Linked DNA regions of Hordeum vulgare: regions 2 and 3 are each linked to region 1. The links are chromatin contacts, called in public Hi-C maps. All regions are on one chromosome and are shown on one strand. Each heading gives the region's core, a stretch centred on a gene start, on an enhancer-like site or on the middle of the called end of the contact. The rest is flanking DNA. Distances are from core to core; before and after follow the strand shown.

Evidence for each region. A called contact is a pair of places that touch in the nucleus more often than the background predicts.
Region 2: a contact with region 1 is called in a Hi-C map of leaf, with 3 times the contacts expected there. The contact joins the promoter of LOC123447690 here to the promoter of LOC123447693 in region 1. A contact is called at or near these places in 2 of 6 Hi-C or Micro-C datasets (leaf and seedling).
Region 3: a Hi-C map of leaf shows a contact between it and region 1, with 6 times the contacts expected there. The contact joins the promoter of LOC123447695 here to the promoter of LOC123447693 in region 1. A contact is called at or near these places in 3 of 6 Hi-C or Micro-C datasets (leaf and seedling) and 1 of 1 datasets of contacts at active chromatin or transcription factors (embryo).

Annotation. Positions count from the first base shown.
Region 1 is chr4H:29,015,709-29,019,852 of MorexV3_pseudomolecules_assembly, reverse strand. It overlaps LOC123447693 (WD repeat-containing protein PCN-like), which reads right to left and starts at 1,723. Exons shown (of 11, transcript XM_045124324.1): 1 at 1,290-1,723; 2 at 1,049-1,180; 3 at 367-688; 4 at 225-288. The coding sequence starts at 1,463.
Region 2 is chr4H:28,521,517-28,525,660 of MorexV3_pseudomolecules_assembly, reverse strand. LOC123447690 (GATA transcription factor 19-like) reads left to right here and starts at 2,279. Exons shown (of 8, transcript XM_045124319.1): 1 at 2,279-2,515; 2 at 3,746-3,832; 3 at 3,910-4,025. The coding sequence starts at 2,351.
Region 3 is chr4H:29,303,684-29,307,827 of MorexV3_pseudomolecules_assembly, reverse strand. It overlaps LOC123447695 (E3 ubiquitin-protein ligase SRFP1-like), which reads right to left and starts at 2,126. Exons shown (of 11, transcript XM_045124327.1): 1 at 1,756-2,126; 2 at 1,558-1,645; 3 at 1,402-1,436; 4 at 1,239-1,271; 5 at 1,065-1,142; 6 at 899-942; 7 at 744-784; 8 at 493-667; 9 at 307-376; 10 at 148-177. The coding sequence starts at 1,606.

The DNA of each region.
Region 1 (4,144 bases), core at 474-2,973:
TGCATCCGTTCCTAAATATAAGTCTTTCTAGAGATCACACTAGAGACTACATACGGAGCAAAATGAGTGAATCTACACTCTAAAGTATGTCTATATACATCCGTATGTAATTCGTAGTGAAACATCTAAAAAGACTTATATTTAGGAACGGAGGGAGTACACGGAAAGAATCACATATGATCCATCATAAAAAGCTATTTACACTGAATGGTATGGTAACATACCCATCGCTGCTTCCAGAAAATATGAATTTGGCATTATTACTCCATGTCACACTCAAAACTCGTCCTGCAAGTAAGCACATAAATAACCATCGTAGTTGAAATCACTGCCAAAATAGGGAGATGAAAGATATACAGGACATACCGCTCACTCTTGGAAGAGATCTATAGTAGGTCAGTGGGCCAGATTCAGGCACATTATACAGGCGTACAGAACCATCGTCACATGCCAGAGCCAAACGCGGAAACTCATTCGCACGATACGAAGAGCTTGTCTTTGCAGAATCATCTTCATCATCAGAGCTCTGACCATCATCAACATAACTTAATTCAGAGTCGGTAGATCCGTTATGATTTGCATGGCCATTGGCAGTGCATCCTGAGCTTTTATTTCCAGAAATCAATTGATCATATGCAGGCTCCATGGCCATCTGCCAGACCGGTACCCCAATAGTATCTAGGACAGTCTACAAAAGACAATAATAAAACCATCATGATTACATCCACAAACTTACAATGACTAATAGGATAGCAAAGCCATAAATATACAAGTACATTCAAATAAAAACAGATGTAACCATCCAATGGAACTTATGTCAGATACACTCCTACCACGTTGCATTTTCTGCACCCAAGATGGTAAGAGGACCAGGCATTGTACAACCCAATCACACGCTTCCGGGCGGTATGCACAAACCTCGAACTTCATGCCATTGCTACACACTGCCAGCAAGTTGGAAACCTATACCTATTCCCCTATGCTTGTGAAATGACGAGTGCGTTTGAACTGGAAGTGAAATGTAGCACAAGCACGCAAAGCGCGGCACCTTTTGCTGCAGGTGGAAGAGATCCCATTCCGCCACCGACCCATCAACGCTGGAAGAGAGCAGGCGGCCCCCTGCGCCATTTGGCACCCACACAAGCGACGTGACCCTCGACTCGGCGCCTCCCTGTACAGTCTGCGGCCACAGAAACCCAAAATCAGGTCACGGCGAAATCCCGGGGGGGTTGGTCGCAGAAACCTCGGCGCGGCGAGGAGGAGGGTGAGGGTGCGGCGGGGGAGCGTACGAGCTGGTTGTGCCACCCGGCCGAGCCGGGGGAGACGAGCCATAGCTCGAGGGAGCCGTCCTCTCGCGCGGCGGCGACCTGGGAGGCGCAGGGGGAGGTGGCGAGCGCGACGATGGGGGAGGGCGTCCAGGCGACCGCGCCGCCGCCGCAGCGGTGGATGCGGAGCTTCTCCATGCGCGCGTCGGTGGCGGCGATGGCCGCGCGTCGGTGGCGGCGATGGCCGCGCGCCGGCTGGCTGGCTGCTCCGGCGATCCGCGGGTCCTGGAAGGTTCCGGGGCGGGGGCTCGGGGGCGGCCGCGATGGGGGGCGCGCGCGGCGGGATTGGGGGGGGCGAGGGGTGTGATGATGCTCAGAGAGAGAGGCGGCTCGCCGCTCGTTAGGGTTTTGCGGCGCGAGGAGGTCAAGTAGGGTTGGCCGGGACGCAAAGCGTGAGGGCCACGAGAGGTGAGGCTAGCGCGAGCTGGGCCTTCTTAAGCGGCGGGCATGGGTCTGCTGGGCTTGAGGAGATGTCGATGAGGTGGTGCTTCTGGGCTGTAAACCTTTCGAGCATAAACCGCGTCTTGCCTGAACCAATCCAAGTTGATGTTTTGAGTTCCCCCTTCCCCTCAAAAACATTTTTTTGATGTTTTGAGTTACTATATCCTGTGTGTGTGCACGTTTCAAAAAAAAAAGTGTATCACGTTAGTATTAGGCAAGACAGTAATCGCATTACACGTTAATACTATGAGGCAAGATATAAATTGTGTGTTAACATTTCATATGATGTAATTACTTGGCTAACGTTGACGTTGACATTAGGATGTTATTTATTAAGAGAGGGTGCTAAACGTGTCTAGTGCTAAATATGTTTTGTGCCAAACACCGAAGCGACGTAGATTATTGGTAGACACGGTTGGCTCGTGAGATATGTTGGATCTTCGTACCTCGTTATTTTTATATTGATATGGATATGTAGATAGAAAATATTTAATTCACGTTCTCAAACCATGCAAGAGTACTAAGAAAGAAGAGGGATACACGACGAAACATAAACACCCCGCCAAGTACAAAAAAACGCACACCTCCTATAAAGCTGAATATCGTGAGAAGGAAAAGATGTTTGAGGAGGGCGTCAATGTCCTGGGCTTTGAAGACCAGTTTAGGGGCTACTCATGGTTTACTGGACCAAGGGGTGCTCACCATGTCGATGAGTCAACCATGGGCTGAACAGATGACCCATCAATCTTTTAAGGAAGCACACTCGAAGCTATGGTCCTCGGCATACCTAGCATGGAAACCTTTGAAGAATTGGCATGTACTCCAAAGTCTATTTTGATGTTCAGCATGTTTATCACTAGCTTGTAACCAACCATGTGTAAAACCTAAATACCCCCAGTGCATACATAAACCGATGGCTTTAGCCTTTAGAGACACTCATACAAGTTTAGATCTTATAACACGACCTCAAGGTAGTTCATTTGCACTTTGTATCACATCCACAATCAATACAACACAAGCATGATGTAGAGTTTTACCGCTTCGAGAAGACCCGAACCTGGGTAAATCTGTGTGTCTCTACTCCCTGTTTACCATCGTTTCCGATCACCAGTTTGGGACCCTCTACCCGAGATCTGTCGATTTTAGCACCGACCCTGCTCCCACACAAACAGGTCTCCCACCAACAATTTGGAACCAAGGACCTACCCATACAGAGACTAATTGCGGGTAAAAGGGACAATATCAGATTTGCAACCTGTTCGGTATCGACATACCTGAAATCAGATGTTGCCAAAGGTACATGTGCTTGAGCGGTCTTCTTTCCCAAGCAGCTCACCACGACATCAATCCGAGAACTCCGCTTCTTAGGTCAATTATGCAAACACTGTTTTTGAGCTCGTAAGAAAGCATCCCCGATGGTGGCCAAATTAGGATTGCGATTTTTCTAGTCAAGTTCCTCTTCTGAAACTGAATCTTCTTCATCTAGATGATGCAAGGCCCCAAATCTCCATCCGGTCTTCCTCAAGCTCTCATCCACCCACCCAACTCTAATGTTGGGTTTCAAGCCCTAGCTGGTTCCAACGACAAGGCAGTGGGTCCGCCGGCTCTAGGAACGGTGGGACGCTCGTTGGCATCAATGCCACGATGCACTCCCACCGCTCCTTGCACGCTAGATACCCCGACTTTGCCTCCCCTTCACCCAGTGGATGAAGCCCACCGACGGTGAGGGTGGGAACGACGGCATCGTTGCCTTCTCTATCCTTTTGCCCTCGAAGTGGTCGCCTCGCTAAGTTAATTTGTTCGCGATCCGCTTGCACCTTAGTGGTATGTGCAAACCTCTCCCTCATGTATCTTAGAATTGGATCGATCTCCGCTCCACCTCCTCGTGCACCTCCTTCCACTCTCGCACGCATTGCGACCACGACGAAGAGTCGTCACGGATCCACTCTATCCCCTCCCACCAGCGTCGTCCTCGCATCTCCATCAACATCTCTGACGGCACCGAGTGGACCGATCTCAATTTTTCTGGAACGCCTCGTACATGAAAGGAGGGGTACCCACGGCGCCCTCGATTTTGGTTGTGCGCATGAGAAAGGGGAAGGGGTCGCATATCCGTGGCGACAAGGTGGTGACGGTTGGGAGGGGTTGCGGAGGCAGGGGTAGACTAGGGAGGTGGAGTCGCTAGGTCATGGGAGCGCATGAGTGGGAGCTCACTCATCTACACTTGCACGTATGCACACCTTCGCTTTGCTCAATAGGACTATTCAAGAATGTAAGTGGAGACTCTCGCCAGTGTAAAATTGAACTACGTAGTCATGGTATCTATTTTTTCATCCAAAAAAGGAATTCTATAAACTTATCTTAATAGAAAAACTAAC
Region 2 (4,144 bases), core at 1,030-3,529, 490 kb after region 1:
CAACTCGTAGACTTGCATGTGTAGGGTGTGCTAGAATCGAATCGCTAAAACTTGCCTACCGATAAAATTGGGAAAATGGTAAGTTTTAATTTGGTCAAGTAGTCTAATCACCCCCCCCCCTCTAGACATACTTTCGATCCGCCATAATTTAATCGGAAGGGCTCATGCTTTGTCTTCACGTGTATTTTTAGTCTGCTTAGGCTTTGTGTCCTGCTTAGGAAGTCAAGTGCGGCGATGACTGTGAAGATGGAATATGGTTCTTCCCACCATGCCCTTGTTCTGGCGGCGTGTCTCGCTTCGTAGGAGGCTGTGTGGGCGTGTCTCCGATGGATCAAGCAAGATTCATTAATTTTTGTTCGTTTTCATTGGGTTTTCATGGATCCAGTCTTCGTTCGTTTGTGCTCTTGTGCCTACAAGTTGGATCCTTTCGATCTACACTTCTCTTCGTTAAAGGTGGTTGTTGTTCTGGTGTGTTGGTTCTGTTGGAACTTAGGACGATGACTTCCTGACTAGCTACTACAACAAGGTTGGCTTGGCTCCAATGAAGAAGGGTGATGACGATGACACGCCATCGGCTTGCTCAAGTGCTTGTAGTCATCGCTAAGTAGCATACAAATATGGATGTAGTTTATTATTATTATTTCTTGTGTTCTTTGTACTGTCATGGTGTGATGAATAGATCACAAGTTTTAAAAAAAATTGAATTAGATGATGGCGTCGAAACCCTCCTCACGTCACCACCATGCGTGTCAAACCAAAGAGACGTTACGGTATCTCCAACGCCGAACCTCAAACCACTCGCAACCGTTCAGATCGTGCGGTTCGAATGTGTTTTGGCATCGAACGCGGTCCCGCACCGGTCCGTGGGCCGTTCTGAACGTGTTTTTCGCTGCAAACCAGAGACAAAGTGGGGCGAGGGTTTGCGGGTGTCCAGACCGCTCACACGTCTGCGTCTAGCAACATGGCCCACTCAAAACCCTCCTCCCTCACCCGCGTGCATTCCAGCCCCTCGCCACGTGCCCGCATTCATGCTGATGTATAGCGGCTGCTTCGCATTGATGTTGGCCCAGAGCGAATGAGACCTATCACTACCGACATTGAAGCGGTGCGTCGACCGAGAGAGCGTCGCCCACTGCACCCTTGACTGAACACACCTTTCCACCACATTCAAATGGCTGGAGACTACATACCTTCCTCCATTAAACTCGCGCATATGCTCAGAAACCTACTCCGGCCAATGTTCGTTCTCTAGAGGACTGACATTAAACACATGTCGGTTGGCTCCGGGCACCCACCCGCTATTTAAACAACGCCTGACGCAGGGCAAAAATCGCACCACACATTGCTCCCCATCTCCCACTCTTTGTGACAGCCGGCGAGCAGGAAGATGAGTTCTCCCGCATAAAAGCCGTCTGGATGGTGCGTCGAGCCCGTCGGATACGAGCTAGGCAACTCTCTCCTCCACCTTGCTTTCCGCTCAAGGCCATCAATACCATGGGCGAGGCTCCAAGCGGGTGCCTCCCGCAGCAACTCGCCGCTCCAAGCCACCTCGCGGAGGAAAAGTAGAACATGGGAAGGCGTTGCCACTTGGGTCCCACGAAGGCTACCGTCGTCGCATCGCCGGCGTGCATTGTCGATGTCTTGCCTACTCGCGGACCACCGTCCCCCCTTCCAAAAAAACAGCCTTGATCCGTGCTTCACAGAAGCGAAGACCATCCTTCTCGTCCGGTTAAGCATATCCCTCTGGTGCCACTCTGATGAGCGGCGCTGGCGAATAAAGAGAAGACATAGGCTATTATTCCCCTCTCGGTGAAGCATATACCTCTAGGGCTCTCAGCATTATGAGGAATGGACTGTCGAACATGGGGAAGACATGTCATCGAAGTGAAGGGTTGCAGAGCAAATAGAGGTGGTGCTTCATTTTTGGGGGCTCATGGCCGGCCTGGGATGAGGAACGGATGTCGACGGTCATTTTAGTTGAGCTTAGAGTCTGATCAACTTGAAATATATATAAATATAACTAAATTGTTTTGATTAGATGAAAAGTAAAATACAAATAGACATATGCTGCTATCTTTAAATGACATGTTTACGCATCCACATTTATGAAATCATCCCCTCGATACCGGAAGCAATCTACGGATCAAATAGATACCCCGAGTTTAGAACCGAAAACCCAAAATATGCAGCCCTCACGCACACGCTCTCCTCGACGGGACACGCAAGCCCGTGTACATAAATCCATCACACGTGCGGGCTCCCACCCATCCCCCACACGTGCGCGCGAACCGAGAGAGCCCGGCCGCCTCTCCCGGGTCCCGGCCCATCCCAACCGTCCGATCCCCAGCCGATGGCGGCGGAGCCCGCGGCGGACGGCCACGATCCCCCGCTGGCGGATGCCTCCGGCGACGACGACGCCGCGGCGGCGGACGCGCTCCTGAGCGCGGCCTCGGAGCAGCTGACGCTGGTGTACCAGGGGGAGGTCTACGTCTTCGACCCCGTCCCGCCCCAAAAGGTCGCGCCTTCTGCACCGTTCGCTTCAATTTTTGTTCCCATCTGTTTCTTCGGACCGTGTTGACTTTGTCTGCGAGCGCGGGCTCCGAATTGCGCCCAGAAAATATAGGTTTGTTGGTAGATTTCGATCGTTCCATCGATTTCCATGTCCCCTGCAGTGGAATTGCACCGTCATGGAGACAGTTCCCTCGATTTTCAGCCTGGTAATATCTGTAGAAATATATATTTTTTAGTTCTGTTGATTGAACTTTCAGAGGAATTGGTTATGTACTATGGAGAAATTGAATACTTGAAGCAGCGGAGGGTTTGTTTGCGCCCTTGCTGAATTGAATTGCGCCAAGAATGTGTCCTCTGTGGCTGTTCTGTCGTTCGAGCTTTCAGGAAAGGGGCTAATATCTGCTTACATTCGATTACCTTTTGTTAGTAATATGTGCTGTGCTTGATTGCTAAAGTGTGCCATTTTATTAGATAGATTTCGGACGTTTTTACCTGCTTTGATGTGCTTATGAATGGTTGCTGAATAGTGGACCGTATGCTGCGAGATTTGGCCAAGCATGATTGTTTTGAATGAATTTTTAATTGACATATGGAGATTATCAAAGCTTAGTATCTTGTTCTGCTGTTGTTAGAGTACGGTTCTTGATTGTTGTCCTTTATTGTTCTCAAATTTCTCACCCTTTTCTCTTGTTCTGCTTGTGGTTATTCCTTATTGCATTTCTGTGGCCATCCATCTGTCAGTGATTTTGCAGGTGACATGGTTCAGTGTTAGAGTACGGTTCTTGATGGTTTTGGGGCACAGTTATTGCTTTGCCAAAAGATTCACTGTCTAAACGATGTTTGTATGCCATGCACTCCTATGTGGTTATACCGAATTGCACAAAAACAGAAGTCCATTTTCTATGTTCGTGTGCACCCATGTTATTTTTCCCTTTGACAAAACACAAAAAGCTTTGAGCCTTGATGCGTTGTCCGAAGGAATGGTTATGTGCAAGCCCATGGAAGGGCCAACATCCCAAAATTACAACACTACACTCATAAGTGCTAGGCACCACCGAGAGAGACGTCTCTGAACATATCATGAGTCAGTTATGATGCAGCCATATTACATTTCAAGGGTGATTGCATGATCAAATCACTATTTGTTAAATCATCGTTCAAGTGTTTATGGTGATCAGTTCATGGTCATTTGTAATAAGTTTACTTGATTAATTATTTTCCTAGTGTTATACAGGTTCAAGCTGCTCTATTGGTGCTTGGAGGGTGTGAGCTGCCTACTGGTTTAGTAAGCATGGCTGGGCCTACTGCATATGGTGAAAAGGTACCATCAGCTGTACAATCTCTGCAACAAGGTTGTGTGAATGCTTTTAGTTTCTAAGTTTTTTGTCATGTCTGCAGAGTACAACTGTGGCTGCCAAAAGGGTTGCTTCCTTAATGAGGTTTCGTGAGAAGAGGAAGGAAAGATGTTTTGATAAGAAAATAAGATACGGAGTGCGCAAGGAAGTTGCCCAAAAGTACAGACTCAATCCATGCCCATTCTCTTGTAGGTGTTTTCTTAGAGTTATTAGCGTACAAATGCTTTTTTGCATTATGGAAGCAAGCAGGATTTGATTAGTCATCACACATTTAGATC
Region 3 (4,144 bases), core at 877-3,376, 290 kb before region 1:
AAGTATATTTTTAAAGTTTCAAAAATCATGTACTCTTTTCCACAAGTGTGACAAGTGCACATGCACTCTTATTATGTTCCTATAAAATTTCGTAGTGAAATGCTATGTTTGTTTGAGGGCTACAAAGATATGTGAGCTGCCACTGACCTTTCCCATGTGTAAGAAGCTCGCCTCAATCTGAAAAAAGAAGATACCAAAAAGAAAATCTCATGCCAGGGCCAAGAACGTGAAGGGAAAATTCACATGAAAAGGAATCAGAGATGAAAACCATGCTGATGCTGTGGATCTTACTGAGAAAATACCTACCTCGGCATCCAAGGCCCTCAAGAATTTCTCCATGTCAAAGATGGACACGGAGCACATGGGGCAAGTGAACCTGCAAGTGCGTTCAAAAACAGCGTCGTCATCTATCTATCTTATCCAAGCAAGAAGAAGACCAAGATCACACGAAAGGGATGGGAGGCCGGTGGGTAGGCATGGGCGATGGATTACTTGTCGTGCTTGAGCATCTCGTGGAAGCAGTGCAGGTGCATGGTGTGGCCGCACCTCAGCACTGACGCCTCCCTCAGGGAGTCGAACAGGTACTCGTAGCAGATCGGGCAGTTGTTCTTCATCGCGTCCTCGATGCACACATGCTTGTCCCTGAGGGTCACCGAGTAGCACGATCCTGCGGCAGATCAGATGGCGGATTGAGGTTCGGGGTGATTCGGAGTGTGTCGTGGAAGGATCGCCGGAATGCTTACCGCACTTGTGGCAGTGGAAGAAGTTGTCCTTGCCTCCAACCCTGTTGATCATGGTTTCAGTCAGCTCGGCAGCTTGAACTTTCATGCGGGGCGATATGTCAAAGTAGAAGAACCGAAAGTGGAAGTGAGAGTGAGCATAGGATGGGGGTGCCTACCTGCAGATGCCGCAGTCTTTGCAGTGGTATTGCTCCTTGTCGACCTGCACAGCAGCAGCAGCAGCAAGATCCCATCAGCAACAACCCAATCAATCACCACCGAATCCAAATCCAAATCCAAATCCAGCACAGGGACAGGGGCAGGGACAGGGATCTCAATTCTCACGTCGTCGTCGAAGAATTTGCACGCCCGGCAGAAGTAGTCCCCCATGCACACGCCGCAGTTGCTGCACACTTGCGCCACCTGATGATCACCCACCAATCAATCTGTTAGTGTTATACCGAAACTCTGAAGCTATCAGCAGCACAAGAAACTGGGGGAATCGCCTCAGATGCTGACCGGCTGCTCGGTGTCACAGACGAGACATATGACCTACGAGGAAAGGAAAATTAAGTTTGAAGGTGAAGTCAAGAAACAAGATGTCCGGGGCACTGGGAACGCAATATAATGGCGTATGAGAAATGGAGATTGAAGAGGAGGAAGCAGTGAGGGAAGCGCGCACCGATTGGACTGCATGGCGGTCGAGCTCGTGCCCGTCTTTCTAAGCCCGGTCCAGGAAGAAGAAGGAGAAGAAGATGCAGATGAAAAAGCGGAAAGAAATGTGAGGAGCGCCAACCAAACCAGAGCAGAGAGAAGGGATGCGGAGCGGAGCAGAGACCGTGGAGTCGTTGTGGCAATGGCGGCAGTGGAAGACGTCGTTGCAGCATGGCGCCCGGATCCTGCACCGCCTCCTGTAGTGCTTGCACCTGCGACCACACACCACACGACCAAGAAGCAGTCTCCCTGTCAGCTACTGCTCCAGCCAAGGATGGTAGTAGTTGGTTAGTACACAAGCAGAGAGGAGAGGCCGACGGACCCGAAGCCCATCTTGGCGAACCCGTGTCGGGCGGCGTCGAGCTCCATGTCCATTGGCGAGACCGCTGTTCTTGTCCCGGCTCGACGGAGGCGGCGGCGGCGGCGGCTTCGGATCTGGCTTCGGCTCTGCTTCTGCTTCTGCCGCTGTCGTTGGCCGTTGCCGCGCTCGCTCGCTCGCTAGGAGGAGGGTGGGGAGAGAATTTTTATACTGTCACTGCTGTCTACTGTGCCTACCACAGTACCCCTACTTCGGTGGTGGTGGTGAAAGAAACTGGTGATGCAGTGTGACTTCTCAACTTTCCTCTCTTCTTCCTCTGCTTCTACAGCTGTAACATGACTTGTTTTGAGAGCTGAGAGGATCTGGATAGATAGGTACACAGACCTACTGCCATTTCTTTAACTTATCAAGAACTCAAGATCCAGGAGGAGAGCCTTTGCGCTTCTTTCTCTCTTCCCCCTATTTTAATATCTACTAAAAAACATACCGAGTAATTATAGGAGGTGGTGGTGGCGTGCGGGCGGGCCAAAGATGGAAGCTCCGAAAGCACTCGAGATGACGATTCTTTACTCCTCCGGCGGGTCACTGCATTCTAACTCCACAGCGTACGCGTCAGCCCCTCTGCTGATTGACCTCTTGCCAAATCATCTGAAATATATCTCGTCAGTTTGACGCCGGGGGCAGAAGCAGATCCCCAAGCACAAATGCATGGTTGGTCTGTTGATCGGTCCTGTCAACTGTCAGGTCCGACCTGACGCCCCTTATTTGGTGTTTCTTTGCCAGGATCAGGACGGCGCAGCTCCTGTATGGCAGTAAAGTATTCGTTCGTGTGGATCATGAAGCCGAGGGTTTTCGTATCCGTTCATTTCGCCGCAGATCGCTCTGTGGTTTCTTTGGTCGATCGGATCGCGTACGGGTGCTAGTAATTTGTTGAATTGATGACGCCTGGATGTGTAACCGTGGTGGTGGCGCGCACGCACGGGTCGACCGGGGATCTCGTGACTGACTGACATCACGTGGGATGGCGTGGCGGCTTGGAATCGTCGTCCACTGCAAGTTGCACGCCGCACCGGCCATGGACAGGCGCGACGAGCTCCGCTCTGGAACCGAGACCGGTTCGTGGTTTCCGCGCGCTGGGTTTCCCAAATAATTAAAGGGCACACTAATCCGCCTTTTGTTCATTTGGATTGGTCCGACCCACACCAATGTTTGTTTTTTCATCTGTGTCGGCGCATGCGTCAAACACTGATCTGATTCGTTTTATAATGACATGTAAAAAATTACAAACATTTTTGAAAAAAACATTAATTAAACATTAAAGCCGGCCATGAAGACCGACGAGAGTCCACGCGTCTTCATTATATTATAATTGAACATAAAAAAAACTAAACTACGCGTTACCCTAGACGTCCTCGGCGTCGGCGTCGGGGCCAGTGAGGTTGGGCTATGCCGGCGCGGGCATTGCTGGTGGCGCCGGTGACACAGCACGTGCGCGCTCCTCCGCCATGCGCAGCGTCCTCCTATGCTGGCAGTAGGCGACCTCCTCCTGACGCAACGCGCGGGGATAGACGACGAGGGGCTTGCCGTTGTTTTGGGCGAAGCCGGTCGTGGCTGCTGGCTAGGGTTTGGTCGCCGACGAGGGAGCAGAGAGGAGGCGAGATGGGGACGGGGGTGTGGAAGCAGATGAGGCCGAACCCCTCCGCATGCTCGGATTAAAAAAGACCGACCACGATCGCTGACGCATGGGTTCGTGGATGGTGGTCGTCATTAATTAGGTTGACCGCGGATAGTTGAACGACCGACGGGTGTGGATGGAACGGACAACGAAAGGGCGCGCGTCCGTTTTGCGTCCGCACCGACCCATTTCAGTCCCAAATTTGGGCTGAAAATGGGTCGACGCGGACGCAGAACAGACACGTTTTGGCAATGGGTCCGCATGTTAGCCATCACATTTGTCCGCACGGATCCAAACGAACGGAGACGGACAAAATGAGTCGCTTCGTTGAAGTTGTTCTCTAAATGCTTTGAAGGTTCACAAGGAGGATCCGCTTCTTAATTTAAGTTTTTTTAAGTTTCACTATAAACTATATACGAATATATATAACGATATATTTTAAAGTACATGTTTCCTCATTTTTTTATACATAGTCTGTAGTGAAATCTTTTAGAAAAAATATATTTTCTTAGTTCTCAAATATAGGTCTTTCTAAAAATTCTAATGGAAATTAGATACGAATGTATATAAATATATTTTAAAATATAGATACGTTATTTTACTTCGTATCTAATTCATAGTGGAATTTAAAAGAATTATATTTAAAAATGAAGGGAGTAGAAACCAGAGAGTACAACTGATACACACGCTCGCACACACTCACAAGAGCAGCGCTGC